Linked DNA regions of Mus musculus: region 2 is linked to region 1. A link is a contact called in public HiChIP or PLAC-seq data. All regions are on one chromosome and are shown on one strand. Each heading gives the region's core, a stretch centred on a gene start, on an enhancer-like site or on the middle of the called end of the contact. The rest is flanking DNA. Distances are from core to core; before and after follow the strand shown. Region 1 holds the start of Slc38a10 (solute carrier family 38, member 10). Region 2 overlaps Bahcc1 (BAH domain and coiled-coil containing 1).

Evidence for each region. HiChIP or PLAC-seq counts read pairs in DNA pulled down with a chosen protein or histone mark.
Region 2: a contact with region 1 is called in an H3K4me3 HiChIP or PLAC-seq map of embryonic basal ganglia, with 2.2 times the contacts expected there. The contact joins the enhancer-like site here to the promoter of Slc38a10 in region 1. A contact is called at or near these places in 6 of 39 promoter capture datasets (cranial neural crest, embryonic stem cells, hippocampal neurons and 3 more), 5 of 484 Hi-C or Micro-C datasets (the C2C12 cell line, bone marrow-derived macrophages, embryonic fibroblasts and 1 more), 18 of 115 datasets of contacts at active chromatin or transcription factors (the HPC-7 cell line, the SCID.adh cell line, bone marrow-derived macrophages and 11 more) and 4 of 9 other capture datasets (adipose tissue, liver, macrophages and 1 more).

What each region holds. Positions count from the first base shown.
Region 1 is chr11:120,148,021-120,152,947 of GRCm38.p6, forward strand. Slc38a10 (solute carrier family 38, member 10) reads right to left here and starts at 3,331. Exons shown (of 17, transcript NM_024249.5): 1 at 2,960-3,331. The coding sequence starts at 3,058. Gm11769 (a long non-coding RNA gene) reads left to right here and starts at 2,387. Exons shown (of 3, transcript XR_389232.4): 1 at 2,387-2,694; 2 at 2,818-3,378; 3 at 3,759-4,701.
Region 2 is chr11:120,277,684-120,282,415 of GRCm38.p6, forward strand. It overlaps Bahcc1 (BAH domain and coiled-coil containing 1), which reads left to right. Exons shown (of 28, transcript NM_001347621.2): 12 at 1,372-1,571; 13 at 1,687-1,823; 14 at 2,387-2,515; 15 at 4,436-4,550. Among named protein-coding and RNA genes, the nearest start is that of Gm11772, 42 kb to the left of the region's middle. Within about 2 kb of position 2,823, at least 52 of the 459 cell types and tissues checked have an H3K27ac peak or open chromatin away from gene starts, as enhancers often do. A contact at or near this core is called in the HPC-7 cell line, the SCID.adh cell line, adipose tissue and 3 more, where this site is marked.

The DNA of each region.
Region 1 (4,927 bases), core at 2,081-4,580:
GTAGGTCCTAAGTCTGTTGGGCTATCAACTAGCATCCCACACTCCCTACACGCACCTCACACGCAGCGTCTTAACCACCTCCTCAACAGCCCTATGTGGTAAACATAGCCTTGAAGGACTAAGGATGGTGTGCGCCTTACTTACAAATTAAACAGATGTTGGCCATGAGACCCTGCAACCACTCTTAGGCCTTTCTCCTTCAGGAATGAAATGCCTACGGACAAACCGTTTACACGTGGGTTTAGCCATAACCCAACAAAAACAAAAAAGTTCAGTGGCCTTCAGAGGTGACTAGAAAATCAAGTCTAGTCCATTCATGCAAAGAAGTTTATTAATGATCAACGTCACAACTGCCCCGTGCAGCAGAGAAGGAGGGCCATGAAGACAGCTTTCTGCGTGCTGCCAGGCACAGAATGCTTAAGAAAGACTGTAGCTGGGCCAGGCCACAAGGCAGAGGACTGAGGGAGGGACAGCTGTTGATCACAGAGGGGCAGAGGTGACTTTTGGGGATAACAAAGTTCTTCCATGTCCTGACCACAGTAGCCATAGACTGTATACACACATCAAAACCCAAAGGACCACACCCGGAAAACAGCTACGTTTTGTTATGTATAAACTGTCCCTCAATTACTATGACAATTAAGGCATCAGTGGTTTGCACCAGGCAAGACAGTACTCAGGCTTTGATCCTAGAACTAGGAAGACAAAGGCAGGTGCATCTCTGTGGGCTCAAGACCATCCTGGTCTGGTCTACATAGTGAGTTCCAGGCCAGCCAAGGCTATATAGTGAGAGTGTCTCTAAATAAATAAATAAATAAATAAAATAAAATAAAATAAAATAAAATAAAATAAAATAAAATAAAATAAAAAGACACAGTAGTTTGAGGATGTGGTTCAGCAGTAGAATGTTTGCCTGGAATTAGAACTTCAGCACTGAAATAAATAAACAAACAAAACAAAATATTAGCTCTACCACACCAGAACAGTGTGTTACCGAAATGGGGAGTTGAGAAGCGGGATATGGGGGCCGCCTGTGCTTTCTACTCAGTTAAAGCTAAAACTGCTCAAAATAAGTAAACAAACAAAGCTTAACAAACTCTCACCAGAATGGTCCTGCCAAACACTGCAGAGGACATGATGCACTTGTGCATCTAACACCTGTGCTGGCAGGCACACACACACACACACACACACACACACACACACACACACACCCAGGGCAGGATCTGTGTGTGCCCCCAGAGAAACACAGGTCTATCCAGAACATAGCATTATCAACCACAAGTTGACTCCCACACACCATGACCCCACCTCCTCCAAGTCAAACCAAGCCACATCCAACCTCTGGCACAGTCGAGCAACAGGTAGTCGTCTTCTGGTGGGTGGGAACAACTAACTGGTAAGTGTGCCAGCATTATGGAATTCCTCAAGTGTACAGTAAGGTACATATGTTCCTTTACCTCATGAAAATTCATCAAGTGTGCATTTAAAATATATGCAGTTTTCCACACACTAAATACAATAAAATGTTTCTCCTTTTTAATTGCCGGAATCACTAAACAAACTAGCTCTAAACCCAAAGGTTTGTTTTTTTTTTGGTTTTTTTTTTTAGCTCCCCCTAAACACTAAGACATTCCCCACTCTGCTGGACTCATGGCTTTGCCCCAAGGCTCCGGAGGAGATAACAATCTAGTGATAGGAACTGACAGGTTTTAGGCACAGTTTGACTGTTTCTGGTCTCTCTTGCACTGGGTTCCAAGCTCTCCCCAAGCAGATCTTCACTGGGCTCATCATCTCCGTTTGCTCTGGTAGAGGCCTAGCACCTGTGCACAGCCAGGCTCCACAAGAGACTGCTCAACCACCTGAGCCCAAACAGCTAATTTCCCAGTCAGCTATGACAGACCCCAGTAAAGGGTCAGTCACACTTCACAGACAGGCAGCAAGGATGACAGAGTTCACTTGGAGATTCGAAACCAGCCAACACTCAAGTCCCAGGATGCAATTCTGCTGACAGACAGTTTCCATGGACACTGGGACACGTAGGCACTCCAAAGACACCCAAAACCATCCCCCAACAACTCAACACTGGGGTTCACAACACAGATGTCACCCCAGAGGATCTAGCTCTGTCCTCCTGTCTACATCTATTAACCATATCAAATACCCTACCCGGGAACCCTAGATACAGTCTCAATCAGGATAGGTTGTTGAGGATCAAAAACTCATTGATTAAAAAAACTTGTTTTCTATTTTTAGCCTGGGATGTGAACGACAAAACACACGAAGTAGTTGTTAGTCTACTATTAAATTATCAACAACCCATTTTCACTTCCAAATGTCTATCCCGGATTAATCTTCCACCTCATCTCCTGGGAGTCATCAGATAGGAGGAGTGGTCTCTGCCTTGATAACCCACTGTTTCAATAGAACAGGACAGCAGCCCGCGTGGCATGGATGAGCGACGGGGAACCCCGCCACTCCCTTTGTTAAGAGAGTCATTACCCAATTTGACGTTTCCATCTGCTTCCGCAACTCACTGGCAGACACAACAAAGCCACGTAGAAATGACCATCTTTTCATGTGGCATTCAACACAGAAATAACACCAAACTTTTTTGTATGCCGGCTTTTCCAACTGCGGTGACACATGATACAGATCAGACCAAACGAATGCTTTAAATCGCCTTGAGTAAAGGTGAGTAGCCGAAGCCGAGGACCGGCATGCTTCCGTGCCATGCAGTCGGTCAGAGTCAAAAACAGGACCAACAAAACCACTATCAATCCGCTAACGTATCCTTCTCTGTGCCTTTCCGTACAGTGTGAGCAACCGCTGAGCGCGCAGATCCGGACCGCGACTCGCTTCGGGGACGTTGCTTGGGTCTCTTCCCGACCCGCGGTGCTCACACCCCCTTCCCACCAAACGAGCACTTCAACCTGATGCCCCCGCGCCCTCGACTCACCTGCTTGAAGCAGAAAGGCATGGTGAGCACGCTGACGCCCACGATGCTGTTCACCACGTTCGTGATCAGCCCCCACTTGGAGGTGGAGGCGGCCGTCATTTTGAGGGTCTAGGGACCAGGACAGAGCGACCCTAGATAACCCTAAACCTGAAGCAGGGGGGGCCGCGGACAGGCGTCGCGAGGTCAGCCTCCAGACCCTGCCAGGCTCCGCAGCAGCCTCATAGCCATGGTTCCAGGTTCCCGCCTCCGCCTCCCCAGAGTGAAGCGGGAACCCGGAAGCGCCGCAGGCAACGCTAGCAACACCTCAGCTCCGCTTCGCTGCCTCCGGCACCCAAACTTCCGCCTTCGGAGCCTACTCTACCAGGAAGTGACGGTATCAAAGGGCGGGATGAGGCGGGACGCCAGCCAACTAGAAGTAGGTGTGTATGCCCGAGGAGGCGTGGTTTGGGTGGGCCCAGAGGCGGAGCTAGGCGTAACTCTGGCCAATAAGAAGTATGTGGGGGGAGGGACGGCGGGACGTGGGGCGGGGTCTGAATCAGGGCGGGGCTACAATCTGGGTTAGGGGTTCCAGGCTTAGACTAGTGACTGTGGCCGCTGGTAGAAGAGTCATTTGCTGGGTACAACCTCTAGTGGAACAACAGGAGAGAAAGAGAAGGACTACCTTTCAGGTGAGGAGTGGGCTCTTGAGGGTTAATTTTCAGGTCCTTGCGCACAGGAAGGATTTTGGGTCACAATTGGAGGACCTGTCTAGACTGAATGCCAACTTATTGGGACAAAATTAGCACTTAACGTTTTACAGATAAAAATCATCGGGACACCGGGAGGTTCAGAGACTCAGCAAAGTCACAACAGCCTGGAGGAGGGAGCATGGAGATGTGTCTGTTTGATACGCTAAGTGGGTGAAAATGGTCTACTGCCCTAATATGAAAGAAAACCAGAGGAAAGGTAAAAAGGAGAGACTAGGGAAATCTAGGATTTCAAGAGATGGTGGCTTCTGTACTGGAAGGACTAATGAGAATTCTTCCTGGAGTAATGGACATTAAAGAGACTAGAGAAAAGAGAACGCTCCAACACCTAAGTGGATTACTGGCACCTGGCAGTGTTCTTTATGGTGGTGTCTGTGGTGAATGAAGGCCTAGGGACCTGAGGTCCAAGAAAGACCCCACAATGATTCCAGGAGGCCAGAGCTGTGCATGCAAGGAGGAACTTCAAGCTGCCTAAAGAGGCTCTCCTAGAAAACAATTTGAGGCCCATGCAAGATCTCAGACAAGGGACAAATTCTTCCAGCATCAGGCAGAGCAGCTTCTAGAGATGAGAGAGAGAGAGAGAGAGAGAGAGAGAGAGAGAGAGAGAGAGAGAGAGAGAGAAAGGAAAAGCTAGAAAGAGCAATTGGTGGCATGAGCCATTAATCCCAGCGTTCAGGAGGCAGAGACAAGCAGCTCTCTTGAGTTTGAGGACAGCCTGGTCTACATAAGTGAGTTCCAGGACAGCCATGGCTACGTGGAGAAACCCTGTCTCGAACAAAAAAAAAAAAAAAGGAGTAATTGAATACAAAGCCAGAATAGGGTTGGAGAGATGGCTCAGTGGTTAAGAGCACTGACTGCTCTTCCAGAAGTCCTGAGTTCAGTTCCCAGCAACCACATCATAATGGGATCCAATGCCCTCTTCTGGTGTGTCTGAAGACAGCAACTGTGTACTCATATACATTAAATAAATAAATCTTTAAAAAGAAAAAACCAAAATACTAAGTGTCTGTATTCATCGTTTGTAAGTGAAGTCATTGTCCACAATCTATCTGACCCGTTTCTGTGTTTCCATATTCATGTATCTGATGTTCATCCCTAAGAAGGGGCTGCTCAGGGCTGGAGAGATACACTGACTGCTCTTCCAGAGATCCTGAGTTCAATTCCCAGCAACCACATGGTGGCTCACAACCATCTGTAATGAGATCGGATGCCCTCTTCTGGT
Region 2 (4,732 bases), core at 1,573-4,072, 130 kb after region 1:
CCTCAAACCTACCGGGGCAAGAGTCATGAGGAAAATGGATGGGCAGTGCCAGGAAATACAGACTGGAGGAACTCGCACTCAGCTCTGTAGAGGGGAAAAGACCCAGGAACCCTGGCTAGATCCCTGCTGGGGCCTCACTTGAGTAATGTGGAATCCCAGGATCAAGGCTGAGCGGCAAGGGCCTGCCATATGAAGGTTATACAGTAGCGTGAGGGAAACTCGCAGGCCACCAGTCAGATGCTGGGCATTGTGTCTGCACATGCTGCACTGCCTGGGTATGTTGGGAAGACCAGAGCCCATTTGTTAGAGTGTATGTGTTGGGGTGGGGGAGGGCATTGTATAACCAGGTGTGGGTGTTGTAGCTGACAGTCCATGCCTTGCCCACCACCATACCCTGCCTCCTTCTCAGCCTCGCAGTGGCTGATCCTAAGCCTCTGCTGTAACAGTAGCCTTACGAGGTATAGCCACTGTGGCTGAAATCAGCCATATCAGCTTCTTCCACCAAACCATCTGAGAAGAGACAAATGGGAAACGTAGGTATGGAGCCAGCTGCTAGCACCAGAATAAAAGGGAGACCCTGGGCGGCCCAGGCCTGGCAGAGCCATAGGTGCCAAGTGCAGGCCTCAAGGGTACCAGCAGCAAAGGAAGGGCTCACATGTAACCTAAGTTTACCTTGGGCCTCCCCTAGTGATACAAAGTCTGCCTTCTTCCTAAGGAGAAAGGCAGACTTCTGCTCTCATTGCTAGGGGCCTAAACCTGTCTCTAGGCTGGAAGGTCTCCCAGGTAGAGATCTTGGCGAGAAAAAAAAATTATGCCCAAAAGTTTGAGCGTTTGCCAGCTGCCCCTCCAGGCACCTCCTAGCATTGCAGAAGCGACCTGTGAGGGACGTTTCCTGAGCCCTCCAGCTTTGCCCTATGTTGGGTATCCCCATTACCTCCTATACTTGACCCAGGTGACTGCCATTACTCTGAGGGACCTAATGCACTTCAATGTTTTCTCCTCCTGTGGAGATTCAGACCATGCATTTTTGGTAGGTCCTCCGGGGCACCTATGTCCCCTGGTGTAGATGGCCCACAGCCCCTCTTGCCTGCCCCTCGGTAATGCAGCACTGGAGCTATGGAGGCTTCGTTTTCCCTGCATTGATACCCCACCATGCACTGATATCCTGACCTTGTTGCCCTTCCTGGATTTGGAGCCTTTGCAGCTACAGTGGTCCGTTGCTGTCACTACTCTGATGACCAAGCTGCTCGGGTTCAGATGGTGGAGCCCGCCATTCCTTATGGCTTGACTCCTCCCTTGGTTCTCACAGCCTGAGGCTGGGTCTGTGCTGGGGAGGGGGCAGCGAGTGACCCATACCTCTCCCCCCAGCAGAAGATGAGGATGTGCTGGCCTTCAACCTGCAGCACCTGGCCACACTGGCCACAGCCTGGTCCCTGGTGGAGGCTGCTAACCTGGACAGCCCAGTCACTTCACTGCAGGCCCCAGCTGCTGACCCAGACAGAGGCCCCAGGCTCACCCCCAGAATGCAAATCCTGCAACGCAAGGACACCTGGGCCCCTAAAACAAAGCCTGTAAGTGAGAACACTGCCCAGCCACTTACAGAGGAGAACTCTGCATGTCCGGGCTGCGTCCCACCACACCAAGCTGGGGCTTACAGTACTCAGGTTCCTGAACTCTTGCACACAGGTATGTCCCCTGAAGGCTGCCATCGACCGGCTGGACACACAGGAAGTGGAGATGCGCATGCAGCTAGCAGAGCTGCAGAGGCGCTACAAGGAGAAGCAACGGGAGCTGGCTCGCCTGCAGCGCAGGCATGACCACGAGTATGACGCTTGGGAAGGGGAGGCACTCCGGGGAAGTTACTGGGCCCTGTGCCACCTTGTAGGCAGGGACTGTGCAGGAACAGCCTGGAGTCTGGGATCTGCATGGCGCTCATGAGACCTAGGCAGCCAAACAGAGGGGTGAAGCCTGGGTGGGGGGAAGATGTGGTCACTCAGCAGAGGGCAGCACAAGGTGGTAGGGCAAGGGGCAATGGTGATTAAAGCAGCTATGAGTGTGACTGAGGAGGACTTGGGACCCATGGGGTAGCTGGGACCTGCTGCAGGAGCAGAAGAAACCTACTCAGTTGCATGAGGGACAATGTGGGCCTCCCGACCAATGTGAGCAAGGCAGTTAAATCCCAGGGGAAAGCAGAAAACAGTGTCATCCACTTAGCTCTAGATCTTGGGCCGCAGGAACGTAGTTGAGCCCGACTTCAACCTGATGGCCATTACACTCTGAGAGCACTACTGACCGACCCCAACATTCCTCTGCAGGGCAATGCCCTCCAGTAGGCCTAGGGGTGAAGTGTTTTGAGGTTTCTTAACATCCTTTCTGTGGCCCCTAGGAGAGAGGAGAGCTCACGGAGCCCTGCACGGCGGGGGCCTGGCAGGCCAAGAAAGCGCAAACACTCAAGCTCACTGCCTGCCCTGCGTCCCGGGGGCCAGCTTGCCAGAAGTGACAGCAAGAAAGCCAAGTGAGTATCGAGAGGGATCTGTGGGACAGGTCTGGACACCGTGGGGGTGGGGCCACAGTCCCTCTCTGGCTTTAGGAACTGCTGGCTCCCTGCACACAATAACTGAAGGCCAAGTGTGTTCCCTACCAAAACCTGAGGCCATGACACATGTCCTGCAGATAGAGAGCCCTCCCTGTTGGGGACTGGCACAGACATCCTCTCTCCATGTCTGGCTATCAGTATCAGCGCCCCCTCCTGGTGTAACCACAGCCTAGGCTTGGCTGCACCAACTCTGGGAACCTGGCAGTGGCTAAGGTTGTGGTATCACCCCACCGGCCAGCCCTGGCCCCTTGCATGCAGGGCAGCGTTGCGTAAAAGGCTCTTTATCTGCACTGTATAAAGTCGTTGGTCACGCTGCGCTGCTGCTCACGGCTGCCGCGCGATGTTATTATCCATTACCCGCCCGGCGCAGTCGTTGGCGCACTCCCGGGCCGGGTATAATTGTCCTTCTCGGCTACAAATTGCCTCTCCCGGCAGGCCCATTTGCATAAATCCTCCGAGCTCCTCCAAACACGATTGGCGAGCACGCGTGTGCACAGCATCAATCCTGATGATTTGGTAATAATAGTTAAATCGGCACTAAACGGTTCCTTCAATTAAGACAGAGGCAAAAAATTAATCTCAGGGCTTTATGTCACAAAACATTAGCAAACGCAGAGAAGGTTATGGGGTGGGGGAGTTTGTGTGGGCTACAGGCAACGGAGGAGATTCACCATATGGCCGGGGGCCTCGCCAAGATGTCCTGTTACCCTACCCAAGCCAGGTGTCACCCAGCAGGGAGCATAGGGGGTCCCTCTGAGAACCCATCTGAAGCCTTGGGGCTGCTAAGCAGGATAGGGCTATTGGAAGTTGGGGTCCAGTGGACATTGGAAAACCTGCTTGGTGGCAGTGATAGACTCCCCAGACCTCGCTCTCTGCCTCTGGCCAGCTCTGGCCACATTGCCCATGCTGGACTTTATCCTAGATTCCAGCAAGTAAGCTTAACCCTGTAGCCAAGTCACCTATGACCCAAAGAACCCAGAGGCCTTAGGGTAGGGAAGGATCCACAGTCACAACCCTCTCTTTCCAAAGAGAAGGTCTCCTGACCTCCTCCCAGCTCCGGCTCCTGTCCAGGCTCTCCAACTGTGTTCCAGAACCCTGTGAGGGCAGCAGGCCTTGGGCCTGGAGGCTGGGCCTCCTCCATGCAGGAAGTGGGGCCAGGGAAGGTGGCAGGAAGCTGGGGTCAAGGAGGCCCCTAGAGCTGCAGGGGCTTCCTGCCTGGCCTTCCCTGCCTTCAGAGGTCCAGCCTCCTTGTTGGACGGGAAGGTGGAGAGCAGTGTCTGGCCATATGAGGTCAGGGCCCTGGTCCCCGTCTGCCACTCATTTTCATGAGCAGCCAGTTTCCTTCTGTCTCTGGGAGGGCTAAAGGGTTGACGGGTTGGGGGCCAAACCCCAGCCCCTGGTTAGCTGTGGGCAAACAGGCAGTGGTTATTTCCTCACGGGGAGGGGATACTAGGAAGGAAATGAAATCATACATTGAACACACTGGGGTGTCTGGGAGACATGTCTGCCCACATGGCACGAGAGCAGAGGGGTGTGGGGGAATCAAGCAGGATCGCTCTTGCTGTTTCCTCAGTAGCTTCCTGACCATATTGGCCCCTGACCCAGCTCACCCTTGAATGGGGTGAAGCTTGAGAAGTCAAGATTTGAGGGCCCCAGGGACCACCAGGAGCTGGTAGAACGGCTCAGGACTGGTCCGACACCCCCAGGGCCTGCTCTTAACAGTCCAGACAGGAGGCTGTGTCCTGCACGAGGTCTGCCCCTCAGGACACACCATAGTGACTGTAGGAGGGGTCCTGATACCCAGGCCCTGCCTCTGTACCAACCACTACCTTCCCCTAGGGCTGTTCGTGCAAGCCTAAGTCTGCTGTGTGCTGAGCTACGAGGTGATGAGCCCCCAAGGAAGCGAAGCAAACTGGGAAAGAGTCCTTACACTGGCCTGCAGTCCGTCTCCTCGGTGCGTCTCCAGGCCTCTGCCCTCTGCCCTCGCCCTCACCCTCGCCCTCACCCTACGTGAGATGTTAGAAACGGGTACCGGGTGTTAGGCTCAGGTGAGCCAGCTAGGGTTTGGTGAGCTTTGGATACCTTGGTTAAAGGAAATGTCATATATTGACAGGTATAGTAACCAGGGGCTGTTGC